Regions from separate parts of the Mus musculus genome. Here region 1 is linked to region 2. The links are chromatin contacts, called in public Hi-C maps. All regions are on one chromosome and are shown on one strand. Each heading gives the region's core, a stretch centred on a gene start, on an enhancer-like site or on the middle of the called end of the contact. The rest is flanking DNA. Distances are from core to core; before and after follow the strand shown. Region 1 overlaps Sntg2 (syntrophin, gamma 2). Region 2 overlaps Myt1l (myelin transcription factor 1-like).

Evidence for each region. Hi-C and Micro-C count contacts between places; a contact is called where the count stands out from the background.
Region 1: a Hi-C map of cerebellum shows a contact between it and region 2, with 2.9 times the contacts expected there. The contact joins two enhancer-like sites. A contact is called at or near these places in 9 of 484 Hi-C or Micro-C datasets (cerebellum, cerebral cortex, cortical neurons and 5 more).

The regions. Positions count from the first base shown.
Region 1 is chr12:30,203,014-30,208,788 of GRCm38.p6, reverse strand. The region is part of intron 14 of Sntg2 (syntrophin, gamma 2); the gene reads left to right. Among named protein-coding and RNA genes, the nearest start is that of Gm32084, 60 kb to the right of the region's middle. Within about 2 kb of position 4,033, at least 4 of the 459 cell types and tissues checked have an H3K27ac peak or open chromatin away from gene starts, as enhancers often do.
Region 2 is chr12:29,904,515-29,909,935 of GRCm38.p6, reverse strand. All of the region lies in intron 21 of Myt1l (myelin transcription factor 1-like), which reads right to left. Among named protein-coding and RNA genes, the nearest start is that of Gm46346, 8.1 kb to the left of the region's middle. Within about 2 kb of position 2,700, at least 46 of the 459 cell types and tissues checked have an H3K27ac peak or open chromatin away from gene starts, as enhancers often do.

The DNA.
Region 1 (5,775 bases), core at 2,784-5,283, 300 kb before region 2:
GTGTTTGAGGGCTGCCCTGTGTCTGCGCTGCCCTGAGGACTTCTGCAGCAGCTGCTTTTCAATCTCTTCCCTGCCCTGGTGTCTCCAAACAGCCCCAGGCTTCCAGCTCCTCTCAATGAAAAGAATTGCTTCCTCAGCTCCTTTGTTATTTATCAGCCTCCATTTAAACATTCTTCCATGTTCTCTATGATATTTCAAAAGCTAATATCCATGCCTTTGTTTATTTAATGGTACCAGAGTGTGAATATTTTTTAATATGTGAAAATGAACCCAAAATGTGCTATTTAAAACTACATTTTAGCACAGTCTGATTTAGTTCACAACCCACAATCGTACAAAGAGCTATTTTAAATCTTAATTATCTTGATTTTCCTGCTACTACCACACATGTAATTTTCTGGAGTGGCATTTGGAGATGAAAGCATAGGTAGGTATTCAGAACCTTTCTGATTGTGCCTTCCCAGGGCCTGGGAGTCTTGATTAGCAACAGGCACACTGTGCCAAAAGAAGCTAGCAGAAGCAGCCTGCAGCTCTGTACAGTGAGCGGCACAAGCTCTGCAGTTCTCATAGCGCTCAGCTTGGGCCTCAGTTCCTCTGTGATGTGGTGTCGGTGGAAAAGCTCCCATGCACAGCCCTAACAAGTGACCCATACGTAGTAAGGGTGAGCTGTCTGTAGACATGGGCCAGCTCCAAACCCAATCTCTGCATTTGGTAAGGACAGGGTCTGTCCTATCCTGCTGAAGGTGACAGGGTCTCTGTACATCGTTCACTGTAGCTAATAAGTAAGGTGTATGCTTGAGAAGTGGAAGGGGAAAAGGATTTGTTCGCTTCTCAGGGACAGGTGGAAGAAGTTGGGATGGTCCCTGAAGATAGATAGCTCAGACAGAAGCATGCAGAGCCCGCTGGCTCCACACCCCACCATGCACCCAGCTGCAGTGTGCCTTCCTGTGCTCCTGTGTAGACTTGCAGTAGACAGAACCACTGTGGCCACTGTAGACATGTGCTTGCTCTCTCTTCTAGAAAGAACTGTATATAGGAGAATCCAAGGGATTGTCACAGAAAACCTACCCTGGAAGTTCAATTGCAGTAAATGGTTTTTAAATGTTTTTATTAAATCATTGCATCATGTCGTGACCAAAAACAAAAAATAAAATTTTTGCAAATACCCTTATGGAGCTATTACCTCTAAAGAGTAGCATGGGGCCCCCATTTCTGTTTCCACTAAGTAGGATAAAACCCTTGATATTACACATAATGTACAGGGTAGCTCTGAGAGCAGGAAACCAGGAAACCATTGGTCATTTCTGTGTAACTACCACAGAACACCTAACAGAGCCATGGAAGGGAAATGTTCTTTACCTCTTTGTTTCAGGAACTTCAGTTTATGATCACTTCTTCCTGGCCAGTTATAAGGCAGGATATCATGGTCGGGGGAGCGGCGGGTGGGGGGGGGGGATCTGTAGACAAAGCTGCTCAGTTTGTGGCATCCACAAAGCAGAGAGAGGAACAGGAAATGACAAGGACAAAATATCCTCTAAAGAGTCACCTCTAGTGACCAGCTAGGTCCTACCTCCTGAAGTTTCTGTACCCTCCCAAAATAGGGCCACCACCTAGGGACCACTACTCAGTGCATCCATCTATCCCAGGAACAGTTACACCCAAACCATGGTAGAAATGAACTAGTCAGAGGCCTTGGGACAGAAAGAACCAAGTGGGTGATTCCTGGGTTCCCTTCTGCCTCACGTTCTCAGACGTGGAACTGAAGAAGCCATGACCAGGAAACCCAGGAACTGCCAACAGGCAGACTCAAAAAAGCCCAATGCTAAAGGTACAGCCTGGTAAACAGAAATCCTCTGCATAGCAACTATTCAATGTAAGATAGCTACAGCAGTCTTTACTGCTCTAAAAGTTTGGTGACCAGAAACCTTCAGCTCAGTATCTGAGGGTACAGAAGAACGTGCCATGCAGGGTCTAAGAGTCGGTGGGTTGGGCAGTACTGGAGAATAGTGCCAGGAAGGGCCCAGTTTTAGCAGGCCAAGAAATTGTTTCTTCATCATCATCATCATCATTACTTTTTTTTAAATAAATTGCAAGGTGAGAGATAAGCCAGGTTGTTTTGCAAGCCCTGGATCCAGGCACGTGATGGGTCTTGCTTGCTTACTAAAATTCCATAGTTCACAGGGTTTTGAGGCCCTGGGCCTGCTTTATGGTTCTGACTTTGAGGTAGGGAATTTTCTTGAGCCAGGATTTATACCTTTGCCAGCTATGGGAAAGCCCAAACATCCTTCCCAGTGGGCTCACGGCAGACAAGTGGCTGGCCAGGATTTTTGTCTTCGTCAAGGGTGAACAAGGAATCCAGACCATCCGTAGAAGCCAAGAGGGGGGTTGGGTGTCTAGCACACCTGACACCCTCTCCCCTGCTGAGACAATATCTATCGAGGAACTGGTTCAAGCAGAACATTTGCCTAAGATCCGACATCTCATAATACAAAACTCCCCAGACTGCAAAAGAAAACCACCTGTCGTGCCAAGACCTAGGAACATCGCAGAGACTTGCTAGACAGTCCTCAGGTGCCAACATTGAAATTCAGAAATGTTAAACTTATTTTGGGAAAGGTTTGAGGGCAGCTGTGGCTTTAAAAAATGTATGCTTCAAAAAGCAAGTATGAATATATTCTAACAAATAAAAATATCATAAGCACAAAGAGATCTAACACGCCAGGGGAGAGAAAGAAGAAAATAGAAAATGTCAATGTGGGAATTATTGTGACTGAATTAAAAGCTCAACCAATGAGGTAAGATAAGGGCAGAGGGAGGGGCTGGAGCCAAATCCAAGCTGACAAAACCACCTATACGAGTAACAGAGAGAGCACAGATTGGAGCAAAGGCAAACTCAGGGCACAGACTGAGGCATGATGCCTGTGACCAGAGACCTAAGAGAAGAGAGCAGGAAAGACAAATATACTCAAAGAAACTGTGGCCCAAACTTCCAAAGATAGAAGCCTGCGCATTTAAGGGGTGAACAGACTCTAAAGAGGAACGCCACACAAAGCCTACACCAATGAGGCCTGCCGTGATCAAACCCAGAAAACCAGATAAAAAAATGAAAGTATCTTGAAATTGGCCAGAAAGAATAGAAGATTGCAGAGTAAAATAATTGAGATTACATGAATTTTCTCATAAAAAAAGAATGATGGCAGACAGAAGGGTCCCAAAATTTTAGTGCCAGGACAAAAGCATTGTCTTACAGATCCCAGAGCTATTGAAAATATCTTTCAAAGATTAAAAATGCCTTTCCAGCCATTTCCTAATCAAGGAGGAATGAAGATGAATTGTCCCTGGCAGACATTCCTAAAAGGACTAGATAGAGAATGTCTCTAAACAGAAAAGACAAAACCAGAGTGTGGACCCAGAATGTTGGGGAAGAGCGAAGAGAAGGGCAGAGATCTTCACACGTTGTGGTTGAAGCAAAAGTCGTACCAACTGTCCAGTCTGAGTCCACATGTACATAGTGAAAATGCTTAAACCAAGTGAGTAGGGAGGGGAGACCATGTGGACACAGGACATGAGGCTCTGGGGTGAAAACCCTTCAGACAAATAAAAACAGATTGCTAACATTTCTTAACATGGCATGAAGCAGAAAGGAAGCAAACAGGAGATAGGAAATTACAGGCAGAAACTGAGGCATCACAAATCTCATCAATTAAAAGCTGTGTACAAATAAATAAATAACTTACACAGACAGCAAGTACCACCCAACCATAGGATGTCTAGAGAGGCTGCCTCAAATATCACCATGCAGCTTAGGTCAAAGGAAAACGAGGGTCATCAAATCAAGTAGACTTCAAAGCAAAGAATGCTACAGCAGGAGGAATTGTGGGAGGATGAGCAGCCAACTCCCTGACCAAGGAGACTTGGCAACATATGTATGCTCACCAGACACGGAACTGCAAAATATACAAAGTAAAAGCTGATGGAGCCAAAGGAAACAAAGCAACAGCAAAGGGCAAGAAGCCCTAGTGGAGCATCCTGTTGCACAGTAGCTGACTGGAGGTTATTTTGAAGGGTTGTGGGACTTACACCAACATCAACCATACCCAGACTATGAAGTAACCACAGAAAACTGATAAGAACTGAAGCCATTTACATTGTGCTCTCCAACCAAATGGGGAACAGTAATCAGTAACTGAAAGATAGCAGGAGCATGCTCAAATACTTGGAAACATTGTATCATTAACGTGTCAGAGAAGTATTCAGGCCAATCACAAAGCTGGCTCTCTATAAATCTCATTAACGTTGACAAGCCTGTACAAAGGCTCATAAGAAGGAACGAGAGGAAAGAACAGAACAGGGAAAGAAAAAGACCATGGCAGACTTCTTGTAGACATGGCCTGTGGAGCTCCAAATACATAGAGTAGGTGACAAAAATCAAGGACGCCATCAAGGTGAAGCAGATCATCTTCCCCAAGAAAGAGAGATCTGGACCAGGCGCTTCCATTGGAGAAGTCTACCAAATATTTAGGAAAGAACTGAAAACAGTTACTCAGAATCAAAAGGGAAGGAAGGGAAGGGGAGAGGAGGAGAGGGGAGGGGAGGGGAGGGAAGAGAAGGGAGAGGGGAAAGCAGAAGCATACATACATATATACATACATACATACATACATACATACATAAAAACAAACATATGCATTCATACAAGCATACATATACAAACACCACACACACACACACACACACACACACACACACACACACACACAACTAGGGAGAGGCAGAAAAACAGCACCAGAAAGGACACTACACACCACATCCTCCTCAAATACAAACAAGCTTGACAAGGGATGTGATCAGACCTGCTCCTTGCTTTTCTGTGTGTGAGCCCAGGACTTTTCCAAGTTGCTTGTGTTGATGTCTCTATCATAACCATCACTAACATCCTCATGTTTATTGTTGTCTTAGACGGAGTCTGGCTGTATGGGCTAAGCTAGCCCAAGCTAACAGTCTTCCTGCCTCAGCCTCCTAAAAAACAGCATTGCAGGCAAGCCACACTAAACCCGACAGACTGTTCATTCTTCTCACATAGTCTCGTCCTTGGACGCGAGCCATTGCACGGGGCTAACTCTGCACCGTGTCTACACAACAAGGCTCTTTCTCCAGAACAAAGTTGAGAAGGCATTTTTGATCACTAGTCTTTTCATTTGGTTTTTGTCTTGGGGGAAAAAAAAAAAAGTTCCAGGTGATTCTGTGCTTGAGGTTTTTGAGGTTTTTCTTAAACACTGGTTCTTCTTTGCTGCTGCCTTTTCTTTTGTTCCAACGCTGACCTTCACAGCCATATACTTTGAGCTATTATTAAGGCCACTCTGACCTTTTCATATAATATGTTCTAAAATGCTCTGCAAACTTGTTCTAAAGTCTGGGCATTTGTAGTGGGCGGCACTTAGTACATCTCTCCTGAGCACAGTAATTTATTCACAGAGCTTTCTTAGGTGTCCTCTGCCACAGACAACCATGAAGCATTGTTTTGTGGGCCGTTGTATGCCAGGCTGCAGCTTCCCTTGAGATAAGGCAGTTCTCTGCCCAGCCTGCCAGTGTTCTGTGTGTAACTTTTATCCATACTTTAACCAGCAGATCTAAAGCTATTCAGCAAGTCATTCTTATAGCCTATATATCTTGAACAACTCCAAACATGTGTCATAAAAATTCTCCCTTTAGGTAACATTCAAATGTTTAAGCTGCTTGTGTATTTTTTAAATGTAAATAGCCCACAAGGGTGCC
Region 2 (5,421 bases), core at 1,451-3,950:
AGAGGAGGGAAGAGCTATTCCAAATGTGGGTCATACAATTCTATACACCAGGACTCTAGACTAATTAAAAAGGGGTTTAAAAGGAGGAAGCAAGCTGAATGCTAGCATTCCCCTTTCTCTGCACCCCCAATTTACCCAGGTGTGACCCAAGTTTTCACCTCCACAGCCTTGACCCCTTCCCCGGAGTAAAACCTTCTCATGTGGGCATGGGTACATTGACACATGCCTATGCTATACCCTTGGGAGGTAGATGCAGAAGAATTACGAATTCAAGAAAAGTCTCAGTTACAAAAAGGGTTCAAGGCCATCTGTGGCTATATGAGACCGCTTGGGAAACAAAACAAAGCACACTTCTCTCCCCCTGGAAATAAACCCAGACTAAGTCCATTGCCCAGAGTTCCCCCTCTTGGGAGGCTGCCTGCAGCTACCAGGAGACATGAAGGCAGGAGACTGCTTTTGGCATGTTTTGCTCCTGAAAACCCACCTCCACACAGCCTTCCCTGCTGCTGGGGCTTCACATGGAACAGACAGTCCTATTCCCATGGCCCCTTCGTATGCTTTGCTAAATGCAACAGAGGTGATCTGTACAAGCAAGTGTACCATGTTGTACTTGTGCAAACATGAGATAGTGAGGCCATTGTCATGGGATGCCACAACTGCTTTACCGTCAGATTTTCTTTGTACAATTAGAAGGATCTCACTCTGAAATAACAGAAGTCTCCTACAGCCAGGCTCTGTAGTAGCTTCTTGCTCAAATTCACATTATCAGCATCATTTCTGTATATAATCATGCTGAGCTCAGACATGAGCCGAATTGCTGGGGTAGGGTGTTGTTTACAGCTTTGCTCACAATATACATGTAATATTTGGTGTGCCAATGTAATATGCATAATATCCCAGGGACAAGAGTCCTCTGCCATAGTATGGTCTGTAGGATCTCTGTTAGCTGTCAGCTAGGATCCAGCAAGGGGCATGTGTTGTATAGATCTGGACTAGTTTACTCGTGAATGGAGAGCTGAGGTCAGGTTAGGACTGGGTATCACATGTAATGACTGCAGGAGCTTCTGCACATTGCTCAGTTGCCTGTGCTAGTCAGGTAACTGAAATGGGAGCTTCTGGACTGCTGTTTTCCGAAGAGGGTATACCTGGACTCACCTCCATTCCCAGGGCAAGTTGGGCATGACTGTGGGCATGGGGAGCTGGTTGAGCCTCCTGCATACATTCCCAGATCTGGGCTTCCCAGAACAGCACTTTGCTCCAGCCTCAGGCCTGGCCCAGCCCCACAGAGAATGCATCCCCCAAAATATGGCCACTATTCCTTTCCCAGGAAAGCCTCTGGCCACTCTTGCGGCAGATTTTCAGAGGTGGGGAAGTTGGGCAGAGAGCTTCAGAATGTGGAGGACTGGGTTCCAGAGGCCTGCCGCCCTTCCTCACATTGTACCCGGGCTGTTGCCACAGGAAGGATCCTAAGCTACATGTTGTTTTTCACAGTCACCATCCCTGGGGCCCATGTGTCCGTCCCTTAATGGAGCTGCAGGGCTTTACTTGGGCTGAATCCAACAAACCATACACATCCTGTGCAATGCTTCTGGGACCCCAGATCACTTCTTCAGCTCAAGACCCATGGTTCCTAAATGTCCACACTGTCAGCTTAAGGTCTGCACACTGGTGTCTCCGCTCTGCATTTCTTCATTTACCCATGATACTCTCAGGTCTTATATTTCTGCTCCAGCACTGTGTATTGAGCACCCAACTTTTCTCACCTCATTATCTATTAAATAGAAGCATGTGCTTCAGGAAGCCTCCAGCCAGCACAGTCTCCACCCAGCTCAGGTTGCTGCTCTCAACCCAAGAATACCTGCAGCTCAGGGATCACATCCCCAGACATCACACCTATGCATCTCAGGCTCTTTCTAGACCAAGAGCACACCACACCAGGGATCTCAAGAGTGCTTTTGCAGACTTTGGTAAAATTGCATGTAGTCAATGATGGGGAAAAATGACACCAGATGACATTTCTCCCTCAAGATTGTGCTTTCATAATGTCTGATCTGGATTCCACTCATGAGAATGTCTCCAGTTTTACCTGTTTTCTCTCCGATGAGGATTATAGAACCCCTTTCTAGTGAGTTCCCGGGTCTGACCTACACTGCTTCACCACAACAGATATTAAGTGCTGCCCAGCGGCTCTGTCTATCAGCAGCTGGTTCAAGGACCCCTGAAGTAGAGCTCCAGCCTTCTTAACTCTTTGTAGTTCTTAGGAGAAAGCCAGATGCATTCTGGGCTACACGGCCTCAGTCTAGGTCTCAGGTATTCACTGCCCAGAATTCCAAAACTCTTCCTTTGTACAGTTGTAAGGGGAAACAAAAGGCAAATAAAAACTGCCGTCTCACATTGAACTGAGCAGAAGTCCTAGAAATAACAATTTTATGTTGCTTCTCTGTCTTCAGTGAATAAATCCACCTGACGGGAAGGGTAAATAACAGCGTTACTTAAGGAGGTGAAGCCTGGGTGGGAGTTTGGGAAACTGTATCAGGAAATAGACCCAAAGAATGCTGCATCCTGCTCAAATAGCTCATTCAGTTCCTGTCATTCCAAACCTATGAGTGCAACTCCTTATGGGTCAAACTTGGAATTGAGCCCTGATCTTAGCTCAGACCTCTGGGTAGTGACTGATTCCTTGCAGACATGCTGCCATCTGCTGGTTACTCGCTCAGTCTCCTCTTTGCCTAGCAGTGGGCCAGACTGACCTTGAGATACTGAGGGATCCATACCCATCAGCTTCAGGGAAGGAACACATAGGCAGCCTCCATGCCACAGAAGGTAAGTTCCAAGCAAAGGAGCTCACACAGTCTGCTGTGGAAGCTCTTTCTAGTAAAGACAGGTGGCTTCTGGGCTTTGATTTGTAGTTTCAGTATTGAGAAATTCTGGGGAACCCATACTCAATGCCCATTTCCCCATTCCTCCTTGCCCGCGGTCCCACACATCTGGCACCAGACATCATTTAAGGACACAGCAAGGATTTCAGTGGCTGCACAAGGGGGAAAGAAGGTCCCCAGTCTTTATCAGGCCATTAGTTTCCTGGAGAACCTTCAGCTGCACATGGAGAGCTAAACTTCCAAGGGTGTGTATGATGAAAGTGGGCAGGACATGATCATGAGGAGCAAACACGAGATCTGGAAGAAAGCCCAGGGAAACATGCAAGACGAGGGTTTGCTCAGCAAAACCAGGTTTTCCTAGATTCAGACTTCTAGAGGCTTCCAGAGATGGGGCCAGCATCCATTGTCTGTGTGAGACATCTCTCTTCCACGAGCCTTTACCATTTTGCATGTTATATAACATTGCTGTGTGATCATCCACCCAGATGCAGGTTCTTGCTCCCTAAGTGGCTTAGCCTTTTCAGTCTATGGAAACCCTGCCAGCCTCCTCAGTCTCATAAACAAATACTCCTTCCAAAACTTGGGGACACTAAAGAGACTGGTGTTCATCTAAGAGGTCACTGGTGGAGTTACTGAGCAACAGTGATCATAGAAACACCATCAGAGTGTCTAGAACCTTGCTAGGAGTTGGGCATAGTCACACATGAAGCAGGCCTCAAGATCAGCCTGGGCTACAGAGATGCCCAGTCTTAAGAAAAAAGTCTGGTATGGTTGTCGAATTTCACATCCCCATCTATTCACCTGACAGTAGCAGACCATGGAGCGGTTCTGAGTGAAACAGCACTCTCCGGACAAAAGGAGGCCCTATAGAGAGCAGCAGTAGTGGCTGACAGCCCGTCCAAGATGCTGTGCTCCAGCACGTGCTGAGCACCAGCTTGAGTCCTCTGTCCTCTGTAGCTGTCCACATGCTCCCTGAGTGAGAGATGATTTTGGCAGGGTTCCTAGAAGATCTGGACTCCAGACGTGGCTGACCACTGTCTCCCTCACTTGGGATCTAACACCTTTGTTCAAACAGAGATAGAAACTCTGGCAGCTATTGGTCTTATAGTATTTAATTGCTGAGTAAGGGCAGGTATAGAGGAGGTGGAACTGGGTAGTCTTGAGTTTGGGTATGGCCAGTATTAGAGTGATAGGCAGAGGCTGATGGCTGGAGACATGAGTTATCCGCTGAGGGCACTGGAGTTGAGGACAGTGCTCTGATGCTTGTAAAGCTGCCACTATCAAGGAGAGCACCTGGAAGGGCTATGGAAGAGGCCTAGAGAGCAGTGGTTGCAGGTACAGGGGAGCAGGCTTGGGGGACAACAGGGCTGGGGTCGTTCAGTGGGTACAGGAGAGAATTCCCGAGGCTTCAGAAACAGACACTCCACTGTTTCTAATTTCCCAGGCCTTCCTCTCCTCCCCTCCCCTCCCCTCCCCTCCGCCCTCCCCTCTTCCTGGATTTCAGCTTGGAAAGGTTGCAATTTCTAATGGTTTATTGTTTAATCTAACACTATGTGTCATTGTGAGGATATCTAGAGTGACCAATATCTACCTCTGTTGATTTCAGCAGAGGTGAGGGACAAGTTTGCTGGCAGACTTTGAGAAAAGACAGGTTCCCAGGGAGAGAACTTAGCCTGAGGCTGCAGGGTCAGTAGCCTGGATGACTGTACCAAGCTTCCCATCACAGGTGCAGGAACCCTTTCTTGCCTGGGTCCCATCCGTATCTCCTAGGGGAGGATTTCTCGGAGAAAGCATGAGGGAGCTTTAGTCACTTCCTGGTTTCTCAACAAGGTCTTCCCTTGACATGCTCAGGATCTCCACCCTGTGAACTTTTTTTGCTTGCTTTCTTTGGTAATATTCTTTCTTTCATTTTCTCAGATTTCTGGTTTTTTTATAGTCCCTTCCCCAGGAACTCTTTAGTGGTTTTTACTAACGCTCTGGAACCATTCATTCTTCTGAAATATAGTTATGCCATTTTGTTATCTCTTTACAATTTATGCCTTCAATTTGGCATCTTAACTTTACACGTAATCCTTCCTTTGTACTTAGGTCTTAAAGATAAATCTACTCTCTGTCCCCTTGGGTTATAAATATAATAGACTTTAATACCCTTTCCATCTTTCCTGCCTGATGACAAATGATAAGCTTAACAAGATTTCTCTTGCTTCCATGGTATTTCTGGGTGTTGTGTGGTTGGTTTATTTGTTTTCTATTCCCCTCTCCTTTCTGGGTTGGTTTGCTTCAGCTTCTGTCAAGAACTGGAGCACTCTCCTTAACTGGCTGTGGTGCTTGGCTCTGGTTACCTCTAATAGGTGCCAGTGACCATCAGCATTTTTTGCCTGGCTGCTGGCTCTAGTGGGGAGCCAGGCTCCTTTTCCTGAGAACTGGACTTGGCAGACTGCAGATTCATAGGAGTGGTCAGCTGGAATCTGAGGCCAAGAAGGAGGTAGGGCCTCTCCACTGTAACTCTTGGACCTGCTTTCTGTAGAAATTGCCTGTCTGC